Linked DNA regions of Danio rerio: region 2 is linked to region 1. The links are chromatin contacts, called in public Micro-C maps. All regions are on one chromosome and are shown on one strand. Each heading gives the region's core, a stretch centred on a gene start, on an enhancer-like site or on the middle of the called end of the contact. The rest is flanking DNA. Distances are from core to core; before and after follow the strand shown. Region 1 overlaps aig1 (androgen-induced 1 (H. sapiens)). Region 2 overlaps aig1 (androgen-induced 1 (H. sapiens)).

The links. A called contact is a pair of places that touch in the nucleus more often than the background predicts.
Region 2: a Micro-C map of caudal fin shows a contact between it and region 1, with 4 times the contacts expected there. The contact joins two enhancer-like sites. A contact is called at or near these places in 1 of 18 Hi-C or Micro-C datasets (caudal fin) and 1 of 4 datasets of contacts at active chromatin or transcription factors (caudal fin).

What each region holds. Positions count from the first base shown.
Region 1 is chr20:40,998,471-41,003,725 of GRCz12tu, forward strand. The region is part of intron 6 of aig1 (androgen-induced 1 (H. sapiens)); the gene reads left to right. Among named protein-coding and RNA genes, the nearest start is that of adat2, 40 kb to the right of the region's middle. Within about 2 kb of position 3,366, at least 19 of the 62 cell types and tissues checked have an H3K27ac peak or open chromatin away from gene starts, as enhancers often do. A contact at or near this core is called in caudal fin, where this site is marked.
Region 2 is chr20:40,851,885-40,857,890 of GRCz12tu, forward strand. All of the region lies in intron 2 of aig1 (androgen-induced 1 (H. sapiens)), which reads left to right. It also overlaps a transcript of hivep2a not described here. Among named protein-coding and RNA genes, the nearest start is that of hivep2a, 57 kb to the left of the region's middle. Within about 2 kb of position 3,812, at least 5 of the 62 cell types and tissues checked have an H3K27ac peak or open chromatin away from gene starts, as enhancers often do. A contact at or near this core is called in caudal fin, where this site is marked.

The sequences.
Region 1 (5,255 bases), core at 2,116-4,615:
TTTGTAACTTTTTTTTTTACAATTGGTTATTAGTTGGCACTGGTTGGTGCCATGGCTTTGCAAGTCAATGGAGCAAACACCGCCACAAACATACTGAAAGAGTAGTACGTTTGCCCAAAGTGTATTGTTCAGCTTTTTTAAAAATTCCAAAACGTTTCCCCAAAATATGTGTCACGCAAGAGTTAGGAAAACAGCCTTAAAATCCAACAGACACAAATTATTGAATGTTTTCTTTACACTAGGACAAAAACAAAAACTGGTAACACTTTAGTTTGAGTCACAAATCATGCTATTAACCACTGGCTTATTACCTGCCTATTATTAAGAAATTAACTGTTCATTAGAAGGGGGGAGCAGGGCTTTTTAGTTTTAGTTTTGACCAAATAGTGAACAAAGTAATGGGGTTAGACAAACTATATATTTTTTTACCAACAACACACGAGTCTCCCCTACAAATGAGCACTTATATTGTTTGCCAGACCTATGGTTTCTGTGTAGTATTACCAAAAATGCCATGAGAAAAAATTTTACTATTTACCCCACCTGCGGGGCAAGTTGTAACAGACAGAGGGTTAGTTGTATCACATGCTTAAAAATTCAGATTTCACACACTTCATTTAAATTCAGTTTAAACAAATTTCCTCAGTACTTAACACATTTTTGTTCTACATACCACAGTATATTCATTTATTTATCTATTGGATAAACACATTTGGATTTATTTGCATTACTATCCATTATAATACAATACATTTTGTTAGATTATTCACAATACAGTATAATTTTTTTTCTATAAAAATATTTCTATTACAATATATATATATATATATATATATATATATATATATATATATATATATATATATATATATATATATATAAGTGTGTTTTTTGTTTCAAAATGGTTCCATCTTCTAGCCTAAAAGACAGTACTCACAACATTATAAGATTTTATTTACATACTTGCACAGATTTGTTTTAAATTAACAAAATATCGACTAGGGTGAGGCAGTGGCGCAGTCAGTAGGTAGTGCTGTCGCCTCACAGCAAGAAGGTCGCTGGTTCAAACCTCGGCTCAGTTGGCGTTTCTGTGTGGAGTTTGCATGTTCTCCCTGCCTTCGCGTGGGTTTCCTCCGGGTGCTCCGGTTTCCCCCACATTCCAAAGACATGCGGTACAGGTGAATTGGGTAGGCTAAAATTGTCCAGTGTATGAGTGTGTGTGTGAATGTGTGTGGGGATGTTTCCCAGAGATGGGTTGCGGCTGGAAGGGCATTCGCTGCGTTAAAACATTCATTCCGCTGTGGCGACCCCGGATTAATAAAGGGACTAAGCCGACAAGAAAATGAATGAATGAATATCGACTATAATAAAAATACTTAGTACACTGCCTGATAAAAGTCTTGTTGTTGATCCCAGTTGTAAGAGCAACAAATAATAACTTGCATCCCAATCATTACAAATACTGCAGAAGACCTACTGGAACCCGCATGGACTCAAGATTCTCACAGAAATCAGTCAAGCTTGATGAAGGAAAAATCATGATTCGGGCTGAGTTACATTCAGTATGGGGCCGTGCGAGAGATCTGAAGTGTGGATGGCAACATCAAAAGCTTCATGCATTAGGCCAACTAAGACATTTGTGCTGCCCATTACATTACAAACCACAGGAGGGTAAATTCTTCAGCAAGATTGCACTCCCACTCATACTTCAGCCTCCAAACCAAAGTTCCTGAAAGCAAAAAAGGTCTAGGTGCTCCAAGATTGGCCAGCCCAGTCACCAGATATGAACACTATTAAGCATGTTAAGATTAAGATGAATCTGAAAAATCTTGATGAACTCTAAGAGTCCTGCAAGAATGCTTTGTTTGCCATTCCATATGACTTTATTAATAAGTTGTTTAAGTCATTGCAGAGATGTATGGATGCAGTCGTCCAAGCTCATGGGAGTCAAAGACAATATTAATTTGTTTTCCACCGCACCATGACTTTATAATCTATAATGCACATTATTCCTAATAAGTTACAAGACTTTTAAGAAAAGTCAGACCTTACTTAATGAAATAATTATAAATATAGGCATAAATATATTTTATTTTGGTAAAATAAGCACAATCTAGAGGCCTTTGCCTTTCATATTAGCCACTTCTGATACCAAAAAATCAACTAGAAGTCCAGTTATTTGCTATTCCTAAAACTTCGATAGGCAACAGGACTTTTACCAGGCAGTGTGTGCTGCAAAAATGTTTTTTTCTGTGTTTCTCATCCAAATTTTGCCAAACATTTTCAATAAATGACAAGAAGACATCTGTCAACACTGTGATGAAAATCTCAACCCTGAGCAAATACCTTAAAACTATTACAATTTACCCCACATTACTTTGTGCCCTGCACTCAACTAGTTATAAAGTATGATTTTATTCTACGTCCCGAATCCTACCCAAAACCTAAATCTAGCTTCTCCATTACTATTAATAAGCAGCTAACTAGTTGATTAAGCTAGTAAGGTTAAGTTAATGATTTGTTCATTCATTCATTCATTTTCTTTTTGGCTTAGTCCCTTCATTAATCCAGGGTCGCCACAGCAGAATGAACCGCCAACTTATCCAGCACGTTTTTTTTCTACGCAGCGGATGCCCTTCCAGCTGCAACCCATCTCTGGGAAACATCCACACTCATACACTACGGACAATTTGGCCTACCCAATTCACCTGTACCACATGTCTTTGGACTGTGGGGGAAATCGCAGCACCAGGAGGAAACCCCCGCGAACGCAAGGAAACCATGCAAACTCCACATAGAAATGCCAACTGAGCCAAGGCTCGAACCAGCAACCCAGCGACCTTCTTGCTGTGAGGCGACAGCACTACCTACTTTGCCACTGCGTCGCCTTAATGATTTGTTAGTACAGTAAATTGGAGAATTGTGACTTAAAATAAAGTGTTAATTTAAAAAAGTTTATAAATACCCTTCAGTCTATGCAAAATTAAAAGAAATACTTTCCAATTAATATACCCAACACACCTGAACAATACAAGTGAATACACCATAAAACTTTGTTATGATGGTGAATCAGAGTTGCTCATCCTTCATATGCCTTCTGACTGACAGAGACTGCGTTTCTCAGATGTTACACTATCTGTTTGGTTAGCAGTAAAGTGACTCATAATAACTGGTAAGCAGCACATCATGGGTTCAGTCACAGGATGACAAACACACACACACACACACACACACACACACACACACACACACACACACACACACACACACACACACACACACACACACACACAAGCTGCTTTCTCACCGACTGTACATCTTGCACTTGTCAAAAGCAAGCTAAGACCTGCTGATCTGTAGAGACGTCAACATGTGAAAGAACCAGCATCCCAGATTTTAAGCGGGCTGGCGGATTCATATCTAGGGAAAGCCCAGTAAACGTGGTCTGCTTTTCATTTAGCGTGGAAATATGATCGTCTGCTGCAGAAGGGGGTCCAGTTAGAGTTGTGGTGGCATGTTAAAAGCGCATCGGAATATTAACATGTCATGTCATTTCGGTAAGGATCGTAACTCTTTCTTCAGATGCCGTTTCTACCACAGACGTGGGGTCAAATGAGGCAAGATCAGCAAGGGAACAAGACCGCTGGCTGTCTGAAATGTTAGAAGGTCGCCATCTGGTGACCAAAAGTGGAAGTAAACATGCAAAGAAAAGTCAAACAATAACAAACAATGATAGATATATTCACCATTTGAAGAGTGCCATTTAAACTTTTAATCTAAAATAAAACCTTTTCTCAGACTCTTGTGTCTAGGTTCAGTAATTTCATTTTAATGGCGATTAATTGGTTATTTTTGTTGCCTTTAATGTGAAATAACAACACCTATATCTTTGGTTAGCCTTTGAAATGCATACTAAAATGGTTTTAGATACAGTTCTCAGCAAAAGTAAAACCAACGCATTGAAAAAAAAGGGGAAAAATATCAAAAAGCCTGCTCGTTTCTGCAAATACTTGCCTTCATCATGGTAACTAAGTAAATGCAAGTGTTTGCTAAAATGCGTAGGCACAGTTTTAAGGAATAGCCATGTGAATAAAGGCTTTTTTAATATTTTTCCACATTTTTCAAGTGCCTTAGACTTACTTTTGCTGTTTATTCTGATTAATTAATTGATTACGTGATCATATATCTTAATATATGCGTAAAACAAAGTGGACCTACATCCTACATTATAGTATGCTCCAATCGATTGGCAGGAGATTAGTATATCGGCCGATAATCACATTTAATGACTCAATCTGCAATCTGGCTGATCTTATGAACCAATCGCAAGTGTATGTTTATAAGTTTACAAGTAGATGCATGAGCGCACCTGGCTTACTGAAAAAAAATATTCAAAGATGATTCCTTGGATTTACTCTTTTTTTTTACGTTAAGTGGTTGTAAACGATTTAATTGTGTTGAAGTTAAACAAACAAATTAAGTTGAACATTATTCAATTTAATTTGTTTGTTTAAATTCAACACAAATAAATTGTTTGCAACAGTTCTGCATGGAACACTTTCACTACAACATGTGAGGAGCTAAATGATGCATGGGGGCATAAGCAATTGCTGCACGCTACACAGCAGCTTGAATATTCAATAATATAACTTTTTATAATTTATCAATCACAATAAACTAGTTTTTAGGCCTCTTTTTTAGGTAAAGATTTAAAGGTTTTAAGGTTTAAATTTAAAATTTAAAGGTTTGCATTTTATCTTCTTATCAAACTTTTTTTTCATTGAGACATGTTGAATTCCTCTTTCATCATTTGCAATGTTTCTAAATTGCAATGTTAATAATTTCTTACCCATTTTTTATCTGTTTTATCTATTGTTTTCTGTATAGCTGCTTCTGACCACACTAAATAGTTATATAAGACATGTTTAAGATTATATGCAGTATTAATAATGTATAGGATTATATGCTGCATCCTTCGTTTTATTATATTAGGTTAGGAGAGATCTCACTTAAGTATCTTACTAAGAGGGAAATGTGCTTTATGCAATAGTAAAGTTATATAAAGCTTGAAGTATCAGAATAGGTAGTTGGTATCGGTCAATTACCATGACAAGGAATCAGTACTCGGTATCAGCGGCAAAAATCCTAATTGGAGCATCTCTACATAAAAAGTTTATGGTAACATTTTATTTTGATGGTCCATTTGTCTGCTTAATGTTGACACTATTCCCTTAACAGACACATGTCAACTTACA
Region 2 (6,006 bases), core at 2,562-5,061, 150 kb before region 1:
TTGTGAACCAACCTGGCTTTTCAAGGTCCTCAGTCAACCACAACATTCCGCCGATCTCAAATTCCCCTTGTCCATTCTAGGAGGTCGGTAATAAAACGACAGCCAGCCCCAGCCGAAACTCCCATCAATCAGAAGGCTCTCGCTGATAGAGCGTATACTAGGAGACCTACTGATGTAAGCTAGTCACCAGAGAAAATACCCAGTCGTGACGCATATCCAGGAACAAAAATAGCTCTGGGGCCCCAAGAGGGATTATACAACAGACTACGCTGAGAGGTACTTTTGCAGTGCCTGCTCTTCTGGGCTGTTTTTGTGCTTTATAAGTTGCAAAAAAAGCTGGACGTGAACACAAATAGATGGAACAAAGTACTTCAGACAAATCACAGACCCCCCGTTTGCACACTCGTTTGTGTTTGCATGCAGCAACACTTACGTCTTATCAGGCAGCATTTAAATTACAGTCTGGCCTCTGTGTCTTTGACCCGGGAATTGTCCATAGAGCGTGGTGTATAACTTCATGGTATCACCACTCACCCCTCCCTCTGCCACCTCCCGCAGGGCTATAAATAGCTCACCAGGCTATTTCTTACAAAATCCCTTTATAGATGTGCTTTCACCGATCACTCTCGGCCAGGCCCAGACACTGATATGATTATCGTTTAGATCGCGGCATGTACTTGTGCATCTGTGCTAGCGCGCATGCATTAAGCAAAGGGTTATCAGACAAGAACAGAACAAATGGTGACATTGCACAGGTGTGCAGTGTGACAATCCTGAAGATTTTGCAGAGGAACCGGCTGCAGAGCGGCCACCCCTTTCACCGCAGGGAACATTAATTCAAACTTATGCTAATATATTTACCTCCGCCACACTGTGTCATAAGTGACAGCAATGCAGCCCTTTTGAGGGTCACCTGAATGAGCTGTCAGCTAAAGAGTTATGACCACATTGGCCCACAGCTGTGGCGCTGTTCCAGCGGGCTTTTACTCAACCTGCAAGATGACATCAAGCTGTCAGGAGTCACCATGATAACGACCATCCCGGTTATCCCAAAGATGAATCAGTTAATCACATCTGCGAGCTAAACATGCCCAGCTATCCAGCAGACTTTTGCCCTTACCACAGAATCCAATTTACGCAGCTAAATATATTTGACCAGGTCTGACCTCTAGAGAGCATCTCTGTGACTAAACGACAATCGGGCCTACCGGGAGCCAGGATCCCTTGTGACATTGCCCACTCAGAAATACAGGGAAGTAAAAAAAAAAAAACACTAAAAAGCACTAAAAACAATTCCCTGGGGGTTCTCACTCACTGTCTGAACAAGTCCTTCTGTAAACATCTCTGCTGGTTTAGTTAACGATAATAAAATGTGTTGAATTGTTTTTGATAGACTCTGATTTGCTTTGTATTATTCAGTGCCACTGTTGGTCAATTAAATGGGATAATTCATGCAAAAATGAAAATGACCTTATTATTAAAGGTGCAGTATGTAAGTTTGCCACCCAGTGGTTGAACTAGGTATTGCATACCTGGATCAAAACAAACACAAATGCAGATTGCCAGAATGAGGACCAACAAAGCTGATTTAAATCGTTTTCTAAATAAAAGCAATGGCACCCGATAGAAGGAATATTGTCCATGTTAAAAGGAGTTTTTGTCTTAACCAACACCTCAAATCAAAATATTAGAAATGGCTTCTATTTCTTGCAGCTGAACAACAGAAAACTGACAATGATCGCCTCAGGTACACCTCATGTGCTTTATTCAGTGTTAAATGCTAATAATGAGAGTTTGAATGCCATTTTACCTGACATTTATTGTCATACTACTGAAAGCAGCGACGGATGGTTTACCCCCAGATCTTGAAAATTAAATAAACAATTTGAAATTGAACTTTAGACTCAAAACCAACACATATGAGTGATTCAGCCTGTACATTTAATAATGTTAAAGAGGTTTATCATATGTATAAATTAGATTATAAACCCTACCATTTGAGTGAGTGCATATTCTGTACTTCTGTATGACTGTATTTAAATTTCTGTCGTGTTTTGTTTGGTGCAAACAGCCATTCACTGCAAATCCCATCACGTAGCGTGTTGTTGGGACACGGGGTTACAATGTAACTTACTTACCTAATGTTTACATTGTTATTTCTATTATTTGAGAATTAATGACCTCATGTATAACTCAGAATTTACATCTCCTTTTGGAGTCTGCTACTGTCCACCGGAGGTCGCATTTCAGTCACAGACGCATGCTTTGAGAGCCTTTCTGAATGAATGAATGAATGAATGAATGGATGAATGAATGAATGAAATATGCGTTTTTCCAACAAGGCAACCCGGGGTGCTGAAATATAATTGGCTAAAGTGACAGTGGGCCAGTTAAAAGAACTAAAACAAAGACAGCATTCCAGTACAGAAAAAAACATTTTCAAAGCAGAATATCTGACGTCAGCATTGTTTTTTAGATAAACAAGTATGTCCACTTGGAATGTTTCTTAAATATCTGCAAACATATTATGGTATTTTTATGCTTTAGATGAGTCAGAAAAGTATAGCACCTTTATTTCTCCCTCATGTGGTTTGAAACCTTTAAGAGTTTTTTTTGTTTGTTTGTTTGTTTGTTTGTTTTTTTGCTTCTCCTGAACTCAAAAGAATATATTTTGAAGAATGCTAGTTGCTGGAAGCAAAATTACAATGAAATTCAATATTTGTGTTCAACAGAAGAAAGAAACTCAAACGAGTTTTGAATCAGTAAAGGGTGAGTAAATTATTAAAGAGGATGCAATTTTGGGTGAATATACTTTTAACAATCTTAAAAAATATTTAAATTGGCAGTGAACGAAATGCGTCCATATAACATTTCTTAAAACGTTCTGCCATTTAAAGTTGATTTTAACTGAAATGTTCAGGAACACATATGCTACTGTATATACAGTAAACAATGGAAAGGCATTTCCAGATGCATGTTTTGTTGAAAGATCATGTGGTTTTCACTACAGGCGTACGTGATAAAGAGGACATCTGTTCACTGTAGAGAAATACAGAGCAGTCTTCACTGTTTTGTTGCTCAAATTAATTATTCATCCAATATCTGTGGCCACAAGAATACACAAACTCTTACTAAATGCAGTAACACATAATAGTGCAATTCTTGCTAAACTAGGCAGATGACGTTTCGTTAATATTTAACTACAGAATATGTGATTGCCCTTGATCTAAAAAAAAAACAGCATCGGTCTACATTCTGCCTACACGTACTGTAGGTGTCCCTCAACCAGACAATGTGCTGAGTGTGAGAGCAAATACAAAAAAAGACTGCATTGCCATCCATGCAGACAGGTACGGGCCTGTCATGTTCACGGTAATGGTCAGAGAGGAGATAGCGGTCTAGGACGAGATCTAGGGCAGAATGGACGTCGGGCTGTTTCTTTGCATCATCCTCAGTAAGCATGCAGTCTGACAGCTCTGTGGCCAGGGGACAATAGGACAGGAACAAGATCTCAGCTGGCATTAGTGCTGAATGAACAAGTTTAATGGCGAAGGTGAGGCTCTGGACCCTTGCCAAGCTGTGAGCTCTTCTCTAATCAGCAGGGACTCGAGGGAGATGAAGGATCCTCCCATCACCACAGTAAACTCTGCTTACCTCACAACCTTCCTGCTGGGATTAGCATTTATTTTCCCCCTTCTCATGGACATTTTCCCTCAGTGACGTTAATGTTAAATCTATTGCTCTAACTACCTTGTGAAGTGTCCTCACGGTCTGAATGGCACTGGGGTGCGATTACTGTTACCGTCCTAAACCTTTGAAGTTTTTGACACTGACATATTTACAACTGACAACTGATTAGTCATGGTATTATTCATAAGAGAATTGTACTCCATCAGCAACCACAGAGAATGCAGTAAAGTTAGACGCCTTATAAAATGAGTGGCTGAAGCAAGATATGTCAACCACTCTTTCTTGCATATTTAGCATGTGTTAATTCTAAGATCAGATGGATTTGGGTGTTAAGTGGAGGATTATACTTGTGAGCAAAATCAATCACTACGTTTCCCAGGAGCATTTCGATCTGTATATCTTAAGTGTTTGTGTTTCCTTACTGATATACTAATATAGCAAACTATAATATGCAAATATGTATTTTAATGTAAAACTTGTCTATCTTTCTATCCACGCACACATAATTGTGTACAAATAGTATTACTATGCAGGAATAGTAATAAGAGTAATGTTTATAATATGTACATTTTAAAACAACAATGATAGTAAAGTATTAATAGCAACAATTACCAACAACCATAAATGTGATATGATGTATTAATTGTCTTTATTAAATATATTATTATTGTTGTTGTTGTTGTTGTTGTTGTTGTTATGCATTAAATTGAATCAATACATTGCATAATAAGAAAACAAATAAATAAACTAATATTTATTATAATTATTATTTTTATTATTATTACATTACATAAGAAAATTGATACATATACTAATATTAATATTATTTATTATTATATTAATAATAATAATAATATGGATAAAACTGAATCAAAACTGCAGTTAGGTGATCGTGCTAATCACTGCGCCACCGCGACACCCTATAATAATAATAATATTAAATAATAATAATAATAATTATTATTATTATTATTATTATTATTATTATTACTATTATTTTTATTATTATGGATAAATCGAAATCATTACATTACACAATAAGAAAACAAATAAAAAAAACTAATATTTATAAATAATATTATTATAATTATTATTCATGAAACTGAATCAATAAATTACATAACAAGAATAGAAATAAATAAAGTAATATTTATTTATTATTTTACATTGTTATTGTTATGTATGTTCTACTACTATTACAAATAGTAATATATATATATATATATATATATATATATATATATATATATATATATATATATATATATATATATATATATATACATATATATATACACACACTAAAAATATTTTTTTTAATTCTGCATATACTTAACAGCAAAACTTACATAATAAGAATAGAAATAAGTTAATTAATATTTATTTATTATTTTACATTGTTATTGTTATGTATGTTCTACTATTACAAATAGTAATATATATATATATATATATATATATATATATATATATATATATATATATATATATATATATACACTAAAATATTTTTTTAAATTCTGCATATACTTAACAGCAAATTAATATTGATTATTGAAGACTGTAATTTTTTTATTTTACTTAAAAACTTTTTTTTTTTAAAGATATTCTTAAAATATAGATTTTTTTATTTTATATTTTTTTGCATTATTATTATTATGGATAAAACTAAGTCAATACATTACACAATAAGAGAACAAAAAATGAACTAATAATTATAATAATAATGATTATTAATATGGATAAAACTGTATTAATACATTACATAAAAAGAAAACAAATAAATAAACGAATAGTTATTATTTTAATTATTATTATTTTTATTATTCACAAAACTGAATCAATACAATACATAATAAGGATACATATAAACTAACATTTCTTTATTATTATACATTGTTATTGTTATGTATGTTCTACTACAATTACAAAAAGTAATTGTATATATATATATATATATATATATATATATATATATATATATATATATATATACATACTAATAACAATAAAACACATTTTTAAAAATTCTGCATACACTTTACAGCAAAATAATTTGAATTAATAATAACAGACTGTAATTGTTTATTATTTTGTTTAACAAAAACTATAAATTTTTATTTTTTTGCATTGTTATTATTGTTGTTGTTGTTGTTATAATTGTTATTATATGTATTGTTTTAGTTTTATTATAATTTAATTGTATTTCTTTTTTGTAGTTGCAATAGTAGCATTAGCATTTGTATTAGTATTATTATGTTACAGACCCAATAATGACTAGAAACTTTAATTTCCCCAGTACACCAATTTAATTAA